Linked DNA regions of Mus musculus: all the other regions are linked to region 1. A link is a contact called in public Hi-C data. All regions are on one chromosome and are shown on one strand. The core of a region is the stretch at or near the end of the contact, and the rest is flanking DNA. Distances in the headings are between cores, read along the strand shown. Region 1 overlaps BC052040 (cDNA sequence BC052040). Region 2 has its middle 13 kb from the start of Gm39911. Region 3 overlaps BC052040 (cDNA sequence BC052040).

Evidence for each region. A called contact is a pair of places that touch in the nucleus more often than the background predicts.
Region 2: a Hi-C map of uterus shows a contact between it and region 1, with 6 times the contacts expected there. The contact joins two enhancer-like sites. A contact is called at or near these places in 1 of 39 promoter capture datasets (hippocampal neurons), 3 of 484 Hi-C or Micro-C datasets (bone marrow-derived macrophages and uterus) and 1 of 115 datasets of contacts at active chromatin or transcription factors (embryonic stem cells).
Region 3: a contact with region 1 is called in a Hi-C map of uterus. The contact joins two enhancer-like sites. A contact is called at or near these places in 8 of 484 Hi-C or Micro-C datasets (the C2C12 cell line, the HPC-7 cell line, nephron progenitors and 1 more).

The regions. Positions count from the first base shown.
Region 1 is chr2:115,763,065-115,767,489 of GRCm38.p6, forward strand. The region is part of intron 10 of BC052040 (cDNA sequence BC052040); the gene reads left to right. Gm52524 (a long non-coding RNA gene) reads right to left here. Exons shown (of 3, transcript XR_003953890.1): 3 at 3,615-4,425. Among named protein-coding and RNA genes, the nearest start is that of Gm52524, 12 kb to the right of the region's middle. Within about 2 kb of position 2,072, at least 45 of the 459 cell types and tissues checked have an H3K27ac peak or open chromatin away from gene starts, as enhancers often do. A contact at or near this core is called in the C2C12 cell line and uterus, where this site is marked.
Region 2 is chr2:115,561,965-115,566,389 of GRCm38.p6, forward strand. No RefSeq gene overlaps it. Among named protein-coding and RNA genes, the nearest start is that of Gm39911, 13 kb to the left of the region's middle. Within about 2 kb of position 1,872, at least 7 of the 459 cell types and tissues checked have an H3K27ac peak or open chromatin away from gene starts, as enhancers often do. A contact at or near this core is called in uterus, where this site is marked.
Region 3 is chr2:115,607,022-115,611,446 of GRCm38.p6, forward strand. The region is part of intron 1 of BC052040 (cDNA sequence BC052040); the gene reads left to right. Among named protein-coding and RNA genes, the nearest start is that of BC052040, 28 kb to the left of the region's middle. Within about 2 kb of position 2,485, at least 32 of the 459 cell types and tissues checked have an H3K27ac peak or open chromatin away from gene starts, as enhancers often do. A contact at or near this core is called in the C2C12 cell line and uterus, where this site is marked.

The sequences.
Region 1 (4,425 bases), core at 822-3,321:
ATGAAGCAGTTGGTTCCTGGGCTCCTAAAGCCCAGGACTTATGAGCTCAGGCCTTCGTGTAGGAGCAGCCCTGCCATTAACCCTCCAGGGTCCTCCTGGTCCTGATGGTGCCTGTACCCAGGTGGGTCTTTTCAGCCCCTCAGCAGTGTCCCTCTTCACGGTAATATCCCTGGCTCATGGCTTCATCCTGCAACTCCAGCACTAATTAAGCTAAACCTTTAAGAATCTTACCCAGCCTGAACCTTCACCAACTTAAGTTTTATAGCAATAAAATTGACCTTCCAAGTTCACATTCCTCTTTGCATTCCTTTTCTTTTTATTTCTCTTCTGACATCTTATTGCATATGACTGTTTATGGGAGAAGACAGGTTCTGATATAGAAGCCATACAATTTTCTTTTAAAAAGCTCTGTAGGAAACACTGGAAAGATCAACTTGGTGTGCATATAGGCATGTACACGCATGGATGGGTAGGTAGGAAGGTAGGTACATACATACATACATACATACATACATACATACATACATACATAGAGGGAGAGGGAGAGAGACTATGTATTGCTTTGAAAAGTGAAGCTCTGAGGTCTGCAGACCTCTGCCAACCTGTGTGGGGCAGTATTCCAGGATCGGATTTGTTGTTCAAGGAGGGCAAGTTGTTCACTGTAATAGTTTGATATCTCTTCACTCATCTTAAACACCTTAAGGTATTTGGAAAGGGAAATAAAAATAAAACTGGTGGGAACAGTGGTACTTCATTTTGACTGATGTTTTTACAACCTTATCATCTAGATAAGAGCTACTGTAAACAAAAGCCTCCCTAGATTGATTGTATTTAAAAGGAACTAAAAACCACCTGTGTGCAGCAACCGGCTTCAGGGGGTTTGGGGGTTTGCTTTGCTTTGCTTTGCTTTGCTTTGCTTTGCTTTGCTTTGCTTTGCTTTGCTTCTTAACAACTAATTCCCACAAGTCCTAACAACAAAAGCCTGCAACAGGAGTCTTCTCAGGACTAGTACTTTTGGTTTCTCCCAGGCCAAAGACCATGGCAGGACACTCTACAAAACACAGGGACCTACCAGCATTCACAGCGTGCAGACAAGGACAATGTGGCTTTAATTCAAGGCTTATTCTCTTGCTCTTATAAGACAGATTCTCGTCCCTGTGCGGTAGACTTATTAGCAAAAGTGTTGTTGGGGGTTGACTTGGGGGATAGGTGTGCAGGGCCTTACACAGATGTATGCATTTGCAGATTCACACCCAACTAAATAAACATCGACTAAGTCCTGTGTGCCCTGAAATAGGAGCGACCCTCAGACAGCTTCTATTCTAAAAGTTTAAGTTTGATAGCTATCAAAATTATTTATATGAGAGAGAGTGTGTGTGTGTGTGTGTGTGTGTGTGTGTGTGTGTGTATGTGTGTGTGTGTGTGTGTGTGTGTGTATGTGCGCAGGATGAATTTTTTTCACTTTCACTTACCTGATCCTTTTCTTCTTGGCTTCTAATTTGTTTTTCTCATTTCCAACATTTTCTTCCATGATGGAAAATGGAACAGTTTTATTTGGGGGTGTTGTAGGGGCGGAGAGATGATTTGTTTATCCAAAGAGATTTTCCTTATCATGAAATACTTGCTGTAAAGAAGAGACAATTTAACTACCCATTTAGAGCAAATTGGGCTCTCGCATACCTGAAGCCTTGTATCACACTTGCCTAGTGATAGATTTATAGGGCAAGTACACATCAGCCTTAATCCCTCAGTTATGTGACTTTGCCAGGGATGAAGACTCTAGTTTTTTTAAAGCAGACTTTTATATATTCAGAACCTATAAATCTCCTAGTGCCTTGAGATAAATGTCTCACTGAACTCTGAGTTACCCTGTGATCTTTAGCGAACTGAGTCAAAGTAAAAGAAACTCGGTCTGTCCTAGTCCTGACAATAAAAGTCCACATGAGAAGGAAGAAACTGCATAAGCAGTATTATGTAATCAACTATTTAGAAATGCATCTCTCATATCCAGGAAGTTGGGCAGCAGAAGTTGGGAAATAACCACAGGACTTACCAGAGCGAGTCGGTGGGCAGAGTAGTCGGAACCAGTGTGGCTGTGGGTAGTCAGCCCAGGCTTTGCCAAGCCAGTGATCACTATCCATTATGCCTGTCATATCAATTATGAATTCTCTGACACCAAACACTAAATCAGCTGAAATGATGGGTTTGCCTTTGGCGTGTTTCCCTGGGGAAATAACTGAGAAAACATGTAATAATTCACACAACCAATTTTGTAAACCACCCCCAACTTTTGGAAGAAGGCTGGGAATAAATTCTAGGTGGTGAGATGTGATTTGCACCCAAGTGCTCCTGAAGCATTCACTCATTCTCGGTGCTTTGGCGCTTTCAAAGTGGATGTGACCTTGGCCCAATGTGAATCTCGAAGGTTTCCTTTTCTCCCCTTGCCCCACTGCTGCTATGCCAAATTCTTCCCATCCAGGGGTGTGTCTGTCTCCCATCCCTGGTATCCTTGTTTGAAATATACCAGCCTGTACCTTCACCAACCTTAATCATCTCAGAAGATTCTACCCCAATGTTTCCTGTCTCTTGGGAACCCTGACCCCACTCTTCATTCTCCAGCCCTAATGGAAGCATTGTGGGAAATTTAAAGGGACCAAGAGATGAATAAATACATCATTTGAAAACTCATCTTTTCTAGATAGACTTGCCAAATAACACATCATTGATATAATTATTCTTTTCCTGTGAAACCTTTTGCATTTGATATATTAAATAAAGTACATGCCCATTTAAGTGGAGATAGATTTTCTTCAACATCATTCTTAAATTGTATGTAACTTTAAGAGAAAACCTTTTCTTTACTGCCCTGTTGTTTACTCTACAGGTTGAATATGCACGCATATATGTATACATTCCTGTCAGGTCAGTTCAGAGGAGTTGGCCCAGGCTAGAAGTAAACATCTATCCAAGAATATCTTCTTTTGCTCTATTCCTCTGTCGAAGGAGGGAAAAAAACTTAGTTAGAAAGACCCCAAATATGGCATCTAAGAATATCCAGCATAGTACAAAGAAACATAGTGCCATTTTTCAAGATAATCTGATGTGGACTTGGCAATGTCTAATTACGGAAACATGCAGGAGAATCTCGGGTCACTTGGATGGTGTTTGCATATGGATTTGGCTTGTCTTCCATATAAAGGACTGTTTATTTTCTGTGTGGCGTGACAGCCTGAAGTGAATCAGCATATTAGTTACTTTTTTATTTTTAAGTTTTATAGAAAATATGTTGCGTAGAGAAGATGAAGTTGTCATTTTTGCTCTTTTTTGTGAGGGAAGTTTAGGGTTGCTTTGGTTTGGCTTTAGGGTGTCTTCTTGTTGTCATTCTGTTTATATATCCCGAGCTACCCCTGAACTTATTGTGAATCTAAGGCTAGTCTTAAAACCGTGAACTTCTTCCCACTGCCCCAGTGCTGGGATTCCAAGTGTACACTAGTAGGCCTAGCATGAAGTTGTATTTTTAAAATCCATGGCTAGGTTCTTTTTTTTTTTTTTTTTTTTTTTTTTTTTTTTTTTTTTGTTATTTCAATTTACAATCATGATCCTGCTGAGCTAAAAAAAAAAAAAAGGAAATGAACCAAGTTATTGTATTTTTATTTCATTCCTAGATACTGTGAAAAGGGATATTTGCATTGTGTATTAAATTGACCATAGTGGCAGACTTTATTATGTTATATTACATGATCGCTAATCTGTTATCACTGTACACATATTTACACACAGGCCTAAGGACACATACTTTCCACATAAACACATGCAGGCATGTTTCACTTGGACTGAAAAGTTATTTACAGCTCTGTCTGGAGATACATACAACAGTGATTAACAAGTGCACAGCCAATCTACAACATGCAGATTAAAAACTAAATAAACGGCATAAGAGTTTATTTTAAAACAATTACAAGATGTTTTATATTTCTCCTTCATCCCGAACTATGTGTTTGAAAACAGTGTCTTCATAAGAACCACATGCAGGTCTCTTGGACTGGGAAACAGGCCATGTCCAACAACCACATGTCCGCACACATCCTCAGAAGATAGATAGACCCCACACAGCTCCTCAGAAGGAGAACAGAAAGTGTGGGTCTTCATATGTATCATGCGTATGATTCGCAGAATTTTACTTTTTCTAATTTTCATTTTTTGTTCCATTTTTTTTTAGAAGATTTTTTGTTGTTGTTTGACTATGATTTGAAATCAAAGATTTGGGCTGGGAACCAAGATTTTATTCAGTACAACTTGTTTAATCAATACAAGTTGTTTTTGTTGTTTGATGAAGATTCTCATGAAAAGAAAATTTACAAGTTCATTAGTCATACCGTTGTTTGCCATCCTTCAACTGAAGCTTAACTGAAGCTCTAATTTCTT
Region 2 (4,425 bases), core at 622-3,121, 200 kb before region 1:
TCTTATCTCCAAACAAGGTCTACGCTTTTCTCCAGTCTCTGGTGCTCCTCCCTCCTGTGTACACTACCGTTGTCTGCCTGTATTCTCTCCTTCCTCACTTAGCCCATCTGCTCCTCGGTAACCACTGACAGTCGGAGATGGGGTGGCGGGAGGGAGAAGGAGAAGGTTGGGAACATTCAGGTTTAATAGGTTTAGCTGTCACAAAAATTAACATTCTAAATTTTGAAAAATTGCTCAACTTTGAGCACTGCCTGAACTTGATGGCATGTAAATAATGAGCAAAAGCCCTTCTAACTATTCTGTACACCTGGATATGCCCCCCAGGAAATTCCTGTTGGTGACTGCTGTGTTATTTTCCCCATGCATGGCAGACAATAGTGAGGCATTCCCACCAGTTATCTCCCATGGACCCAGCTTAGATGCTGTTAGCACAGCACCAGTATTTCAACATTCCTTTGGCTTTGCCATCTTTATGTTCATTCTAAATTAAGAAGTCTGAAGCAGATCTTATCAAATCCGTGATATTGTTAAGAGCACTTCAAGGTCCTTTTAAAAACAAGAATTACTCACATCAACCTACTTTATTGCTTCATTTTCCTACTCCAAAGGACACCAAGTATACTAAAGCAATTTAACATGGCTGTAACCTACAATTTCAGCTTACCCCGAGGGGCCACTTCACCTCTTGTCTTCCTTTTCCAGACCAAATCAATAGAGGGGAGAATCAAGTCAAGACATATGTCATAACTGTATCAAAGGTCAATGAGGTTTAAACAAATTGGGCTCCACTCATAAATAATTGACTCACAATTTGTACTGAAGTACGGGGTGAAATGGTGTTCACCTGAAACATATTTAAGGTTTAATCAACCTATTGTTGACACCCTGAGAACTGTAACTAAACATGTGCTTGGGTATGAAAGTCATCTATCGACAGAGACGCTCATGGAGGTAATAATTCCATGGGGATCATGTATGGTCTTCTTTGTCTGTCACAAAAGAAGCTAAGGGAGGCTGTTAGTGTCCATATTCTTAACAGTGGACAGAATGACAGACTGTAAGCATTCCTGAAGGTCAGCCCTATCATGAAATTTGTACCTTTGTTGAGGTGAGGCATGAGTTTAAATTCCTGGTGCTATGAAGGTGAGGAGGAAAAGGCCACACTCCTCTGGATTAGGATCCCCGGCATCCAAGTGAGGAGCCTGCCTTCTGGTTCTTTGTTTAGCATCCAGGAGACTGTGAGTGTTGGGAAGGCTTTATAGAGACCGTCCAAGTCTTCAGTTACAGTTCTGGCAAGCTGAGCGTTATGCTCTGAGATGGACCATACCTGTACTCTCAGACCTTGTGGACATGAGGTAGAAAGACTGCACATTTGAAGCCAGCCTAGAATTCACAGTAAAGTCTAAGGCAGTCAGTTGGGCTATCTAGTAAGACCCTGCCACAGAAAACAAAACAAAACAAAACAAACAAAACAAAACAAAACAAAACAAAAGCAAAACAACCTCCACCAAGACCAAAGTCAAAATCTCTTTAGCAGAAACTGAGCACATGTGGAAACTTGAGTCATACTCTGGAGAAAAGACGCGGGTTGAAGCCATGGAACGAGGTGCTGATCAGACTCTCTATGCAAGATTCCCTTTCTGTCTTGTAAGGAAGGGAAGACATGAGCAGATGACTCAGCAGTGCTGCCTCTCTGCCCTCTTCTTGTCTTGAACAATAACCAGATGCCTGCTTCTGGGACAGCCATCTTACAACTGTGAATTAACAAGCAAGAAAATAAAAATCTAATGCACCAAGTATGGTAAAGAGAAAATCGGACTTGGGCCTTTTAAGAAGTCGTTAAACTGTCATCTATTTTCAGCCTCGTTATTTTGTGAAGTAATTAAACATCCCTACTGTGCAAGGCCAAAATCAGTCCTGATGGACACTGTGATGGATGCTAGTGTCCCTCCTTTCAAGGAATAAATTCCAGGAATTTATTATCCACTCAGGGAAACAACAAAAGGGCCCAAATAGCCCTTATGACTCACAGAAAAGTGTAGAAGCCATGAGAAAAGTATAAACAAAGCACTATAAAGATTTACAGGTGGGAATGACCTGGTCCAGATGGGGAAGATGGAATTGAAAATAAAGGAAAGGCAAGGAAAGGAGAACTAGCTGGGGCTTAGAGATATTTGCAGCTTTTTGTTGTTGTTGTTGTTAATTTTTATTTTTAAATTATGTATATACCTATCTTCTTTCTGTCTCTGTCTCTTTGTGTGTTTCTCTGTGGTGCCTCTCTATGTCCTCTCCTTTTCCTCTCTCTCTCTCTCTCTCTCTCTCTCTCTCTCTCTCTCTCTCTCCCTCTCTCTCTCTCTTTGTGTGTGTGTGCACTCACGCAGGTGCACAGTACCAGCAAAAGCCAAAAGAGGGCACCAGATGCCCTGGAACCAGAAATAGAGGCAGTTGTGAACTACCCACATGGATGCTAGGAACTGAACTCAGGTCTTCCAGTAGAGAATTTCATGCTGTTAACCATTGAGCCACCTGGCCAGCCCCAGAGCAGTACAATATTGAGCACGTGGTTGAACCTGGTAGATTTTTGCTCTTCTTGAAGACTTCAGTTATTGAAAGTTAAACTTTCATTAAGAACCTAGAGCAGGGGAAATTAAGAATTTAGTAACTATTTGTTTATTTTCAGGAAATTAGTGTCATACATCATAGCTTGTCTTAATGAGGGAAGCCACACTATCTTTTCAATCCATATTATGGTCCAACAGAATGGGGCTCCTTCCACTAGTCAGTCTAATTGTGTACTGCCTGCATAATAACTGTGATAAAGGAAAAAGAAAGTGGGGCTGGAGAGGCAGCCCTGTGGTTGAAAGTACTGGCTATTCTTGGAGAGAACCCAGATTTGAGTCTCAGCACCCACATAATGGTTCACAAACACAATGCCCTCTTTTGACATGCACTGGCACTTGGTGCACATCTGGTGCACAGACATCTGTGCAGAAAGACATATGAACTTTTTTTTTAAATTGAAATAGGAAGAAAGAAAGAAAGAAAGAAAGAAAGAAAGAAAGAAAGAAAGAAAGAAAGAAAGAAAGCAAGCAAGCTGTGGCATCAGTAGCCTCTCAGCCTGCTTATCTTTCTGGGCTCTATGAGTGTGGTTCTGCTCCTCGGTGAGGAATTAGAATCACATTCTAGGCAAAATGTTGCCATGTTTCACTCTATGGAATTATCACCTTTCATCCAACAAGTGTGTCTAATTTTCACACTGTTGATGAGAAAGCAATAAATTAAAGACATAAATCAGCTACAAGTTGAATAGAAGAAATCTACCCTTGAATAGATTTTTAAAAGCTCTTACCATTCCATTATGTTGCTTTTGGTTAAGGTCAAACCCATTCCTTTCTTGTGGGAAGCCACATGTGCCGTTGCAGAGTGGCACTGACTACTGCTGGCCACCACACATAAGTTTGGACAAACAACCAATGTGTACATATGCAGTAAAGTTTTTTGCAAAGACACTGCCTGGCTCGGGTATGATAATGAGGCTTTGAGAGTATAACCAATCAGATGTGAGACATGTAAATTAGGTATGATAATGAGGCTCTGTGAGGTATAGAGAGAGAGAGAGTAGCCAATCAGATGAGGAACATGCAAATGAGGCTTAGTGCATAACCAATCCGGGTGTGAGACATGCCTCTCCTAGGCCTATATAAGCAGCACCAGTTCCGGGCTCGGGGTCTCTTCGCCTCTGCAATCAAGCTCTCCCAATAAACGTGTGCAGAAGGTTCCTGTTGCAGCGTCGTTCTTGATGGTCGAGTTGGGCGCGCACAAGACTTTCTCTGTGGTCTACATGTGTAATATGGAAAAACTATGTCCTTTCTCACATCCATTCAAAGACCCCTAAGCACCAAAGTCATTTTTATCCATACTCAAAGTTAGGCCTCTGTAAATTTGAAGTTCACATCTCTCCTCTACATCAGTTTCCCCTCTTCAACAAAAGAAAATTTAAAAAATACTTTGAAATGAAACATGCTAAAATTTAGGAAACATAGGAAAAGCAGTGTTCAGAGAGAAATACATAACTGCAAACAGTGTTATCAAATAAGACCTTTTGTCAATGAGCTAACTTCCCAAGTCAAGAAATTAAGAGAGGACAGATAACCAGGACACAAGAAGGAGAAAAAGAATAAAAATATTAGAGTTGAGAATAAATAGAGAAGAGTGAAAAATAAATAAAAATAAAGTTCTTTAAGCATTCCAGAGGCAGAGGCAGGAGGATCTCTACAAATTCAAGGCTAGCTAAGTTGATATAGTGAGTTCCAGACCAGCGAAGGCTACAGTGAAATCTCTTATTCTCTCAACCGTCAAAGAAGTTATTTGAAAAGATTAAGAGAAATTGATGAACTTTTAGACTGAACAACAACAATAACAAAA
Region 3 (4,425 bases), core at 1,235-3,734, 160 kb before region 1:
AAATGGCTTTTCATTACCTGGTTGAAAAGCACCTAGAATAAGCCATTTTGGATTCTAGTGAAAAGGCCGCTGCTGGGTGAGACCAGTCTCTAGTAGTTTAATTTCCCTTCTTGGTATCTTTGTATTTTATTTCAAGTGGACTTTCTTAACACACACTGAAATATTTTTTCCAGTTCTTTCCTGTTGGGTTAAAACCTGTTTATAGGAGTCACGCTTCCCTTAAGCTCTGGGGTATGATGTAGATTTTGTCTTCCCAGAGGGCATACTCATGTTTAGTTGTGTTCCCATCAATTACCACCAAGGCCTTTTTGTGCAATTAGGGGGGTGGTTAATTTACTGTAAGTAAAGTTACTACCTGTCTAGGGATTAACTGATCCAGGTTGGAAGTCACAGACTTTTGAGTTTGGTTTCAAAGCAGGAGTTGATTTCTTAACTCTCCACTGCTGTTTTGGTAGCAGTTTCTGGGTTAGTTTGTGATCTTGGTGACAGCAGGTGTTTTCTTGGTTCTGATTCTCAAGGCTGAATAAACTGTGTTGGATAAAATGATAAGTGTCATTGGAAAATCCTAGCAACAGGTGCCTTTGCACTTGATACCATTGGCAGGGAGGGAGCTGCAAGGGGCTTCTGCTGCCTCCATTGTGGACTGTCTGTCAGTACTCTGATGGCTAGAAACTACGGCCAGGATGGTGTTCGGTTGATAGCTGATACCTCAGGGAAATAAAATCTGCAGGAAAATTGATGCTGGACCTCACAGAATATAAAGATGTCATTTTACAATGTTTAAAGCCAGCTATGGAGAATAGCAAGTTCACTAAAGATTATTTGTTGTTAAAAAGGTTTTCAGTGTAGTCTGTGCCATGAAGTGACTCACTTCATGTGACCCCAATTCGAGAGGGAGTACATTCCATCTGGATCTTCACTTCTCTGGAAAAAAATGGCCCAAAGGATCACAACCAACTTCTTTGCCATTAATTGGTCTTTCCTTACTCTTTATTTTATTTTACTTTATTTTATTTGTAGGTAATGTATTTATTTTTACTTTTTACTTTTAGTTTTTGAGTCTTACTGTGTACTCCTGGCTGACTTGTAGCTCCCTATGTAGACCAAGCTGGCCTGGAACTCCCAGAGATCTGCCTGTATCTGCCTCCTGAGTGGTGGGATTAAAGGCATGCACCACCCCTGCCTGGCTAAAGTTTTTATTATTTAGCATGTTTTTTACAAATTGTTTTTATTTTAGACAGTATGTTAAATATTTTTAAAAAACTTGGCAAGAAGTTTCTTGAATATAATTTAAAGAGTTAGTTTAGTGTTTTAGTATTGTATTTTTAATTTTATCTTTTAAAATTATGCATATAAATATATCTTGATCATGTCATGTAAACTAAATGATATTTTGATATGAGTTGCTAGTAAACTGCTGTAATTAAAGACATACAGATGAAAGAAGCGGGATCTTGAACCATAATTGAAATTGTACTGAGCCAGGGGTCATCAACTTAAAAGGGGAAAACCTGAACTGAGTTCCATGTTTTGTTTTGTTTTGTTTTTTTTTAAAGATTTATTTATTATTATACATAAGTTCACTGTAGCTGTCTTCAGATGCACCAGAAGAGGATGTCAGATCTCATTATGGGTGGTTGTGAGCCACCATGTGGTTGCTGGGATTTGAACTCAGGACCTTTGGAAGAGCAGTCAGTGCTCTCATCCACTGAACCATCCGAGTTCCATGGTTTTAAAAGTGTGAGCTATCACATGTGGTCGTGAATGGACCCTACTTACAAGGTGAGCATTGGGTAGAGTCCCATCTCTGTCCCAGGCCACGTGTCTAAGGATTCAGAAAGGCCAGGAGGTCTGGCCCTTGCCTGTGTTTTACTACAGTCTTCGTGCCATGGGTCTGGGCGAGTTGCTTCCACTCTTGCAGTTTTCATTTGCCTGTGTGAAGGTAGAGTGGAGATCACAAGCAATCCACGAAAAGGCTTTAGTGCCATGGTGATTCCCTGCCAGATCTCCGAAAGGAAGTTTTCTACAGACTCTGGGAAGGACATTAAATAAGTGAAATGGAAACAACCTCATCTAATGTCTGACTCAGTTTAGAAATGTGACTTTTCTGAGAAGGGTGTGCACCTGGGCCTTTCCTGGCTGAGTATTAACTCAGGTGACTCAAAACTAAGATATGTTGCTGTGTAGTTTGTAAGTACTTTGAAAAAAACAGGTCACAGCATTAGGTAATGTGGGAAACTTGCAGTTGGCAAGCAGGTCTTTGCATTGAAGACAAAGCAGGTGACAAGTGCCTTGGAGCACAAGTTTAAAAAAAAAAGTAAGGGGCACGCGGACAGCTACTTGGAATAGTGTCATGAAGAAGCATCTAACTGCTTGCTCTTCTGTTGTTTTACTTCTTTTAAGTGACTTAAGTCAAGGTAGACTCTCAAATTGTGCTTTTATGAATCATTTCAACTATGTCATGTAAACAGTATGAATGTGTGCTTCTCTAGGCCCTTTAAATGCTTGCAGTTAGTGATTTGTCTCCTTTGGATGACTAATAAGATACTGGCTTTTGTGCTATTTGCTTTACGGAAAAAAGGAATAGCTTTCTTTTACATTAATTTTTTTTTTTTTTTTACCACACTCAATTGGATTGATTCACTTGTAACTCTGTGTGTGTGTATGTGGGGGGGGGGGGGCGCACTTGCCCATACTTTATGTGTAGGGATAGTTGGAACATATGAAGTCTCAATTTTAGTTAGATTTTTATCTTGTGTTAGGCAAAGATATCTGCCCTTTTTTATGGCCACTCCCTCAAGAAATTAAATGTCCACAAAATTGGTGACCTGTTTTTAAAAGGACTTGTAACATCTTTCTAAATGAGAAATCATTCCAGCAGTACCTAATATTGGCAATTTTCTTCTGTCTGCTTTTAGAACTTATTGGCCAACCAGGTCAGACATTATTAAAGTTCAAAGGGCCCAGAGGGAAAAGTAATGGTTTTGTACTACTATGAATTTTAAATGTTGCCATTTTCTCCTGTTACAGCATCATCTGTTCTCACATGCCACTAAAAATGTATAGAAGTTTTAGACTAAATTCAAAGTCAAGGTTATAAGAGTCAAGATGCCTCTTGCTCATTCTTGTAGGCGTTTGCTACCCACATTATCAGCATCCCACCGTTTAGCAAGACCCCTTTCACATTCTGAAGAACTTGCTATGAAGATAGCAGGATATGTTTGCTGGGGGCAGGGAGATGGTAGTTTGCTTATCACTTCTTGGAAATGCATATACAGCTTTAGTCAGAGAATCTGTTCTCACAGAACACAACAGCTCCAGTCTATCCTGACACAGACAGACTGGAGTCCTTTAGTTCTGGCATACTGTGTTTAGTACTTAACAGATGTAATGCTCTCTCATCTTTTCCTCATTTTGAGGATTGAACTCAGGCCCTTGCATATGCTGGGCAGGCAGTCCACACCATCAGCCCATAGTACTGTTGGAAGATACAACGCTTGGGAAAGCACGGATGCCCACGTGCACATAAACATTTGTTGGATTACTAAGGGGAAGGTGCTGCATTTTAGCAGACTGAATCTCTCTCTGTGTTGTACATCGGAGTGTGACTGGACACACCCAGGTTCCCATCACTTCCTAAGCCGCTTCAAAGCACATGACTCACTGAAACTGATAGCTGGTGACTTGTACAGCCTTTCTGTGAGGTGGGCACTTTGCAGCACCTCAGGCCTCTTTCCTGGCTTTGCATTTCATTTCTGCCTGAGTTAAGAGTCAGATGTGGCTGGCTTTCATTGCTCCCTTATGTCTCTCTGGAGACTGTTTACAGAGATGTTGATGTGGGTGAAGTAACTAACTTTGGTACCGAGGGGTGAGTGAGATCACAGTGCTCCTTTTGGAGCATCTGTAGTCATAGTCTGGCCATAGTCTTTTCCCCTACAAAACCTTTTTATCAATTTCTGATATCTTTTCAAAAAAAGATATTGGATTGTTATCAACTTTGTGATATTATCATTTTCTCAAGTGCCAACGAAGGCCACCTTATACTAGGTTTTTCTCCCTGGTTTTTGGTTTGGCCAAAACTTTTGGGCCTTAAAAGTTTTATGACAGTTAACAGTGTGTTAGGTTTGTGAAGCTTCAAATCTAACTGTTTGTCATCTCCGTTCCAAAGACGAGCCTTCTCTGTAGTGGTGGCTTCTGTTGTGTTCTCACGTGCAGTCACCGTGAGTGCTTATTCTCTGCTTGGGAGTGGGAAGGCTTCTTGGTTTTCTCATAACGTAGATGTGCATTTGTTTTGAGGCTGTCTGAATGGTAACGAGGAGGAAGGTCATTCTTTACTAAGTCATCACTGTGAGAATTAACCGTGAGCAAGGCAGATGTAAAGTAAAAGAGCTTGCTTGCTTTAAGGAACAAGTCTCTAGTGGAAAA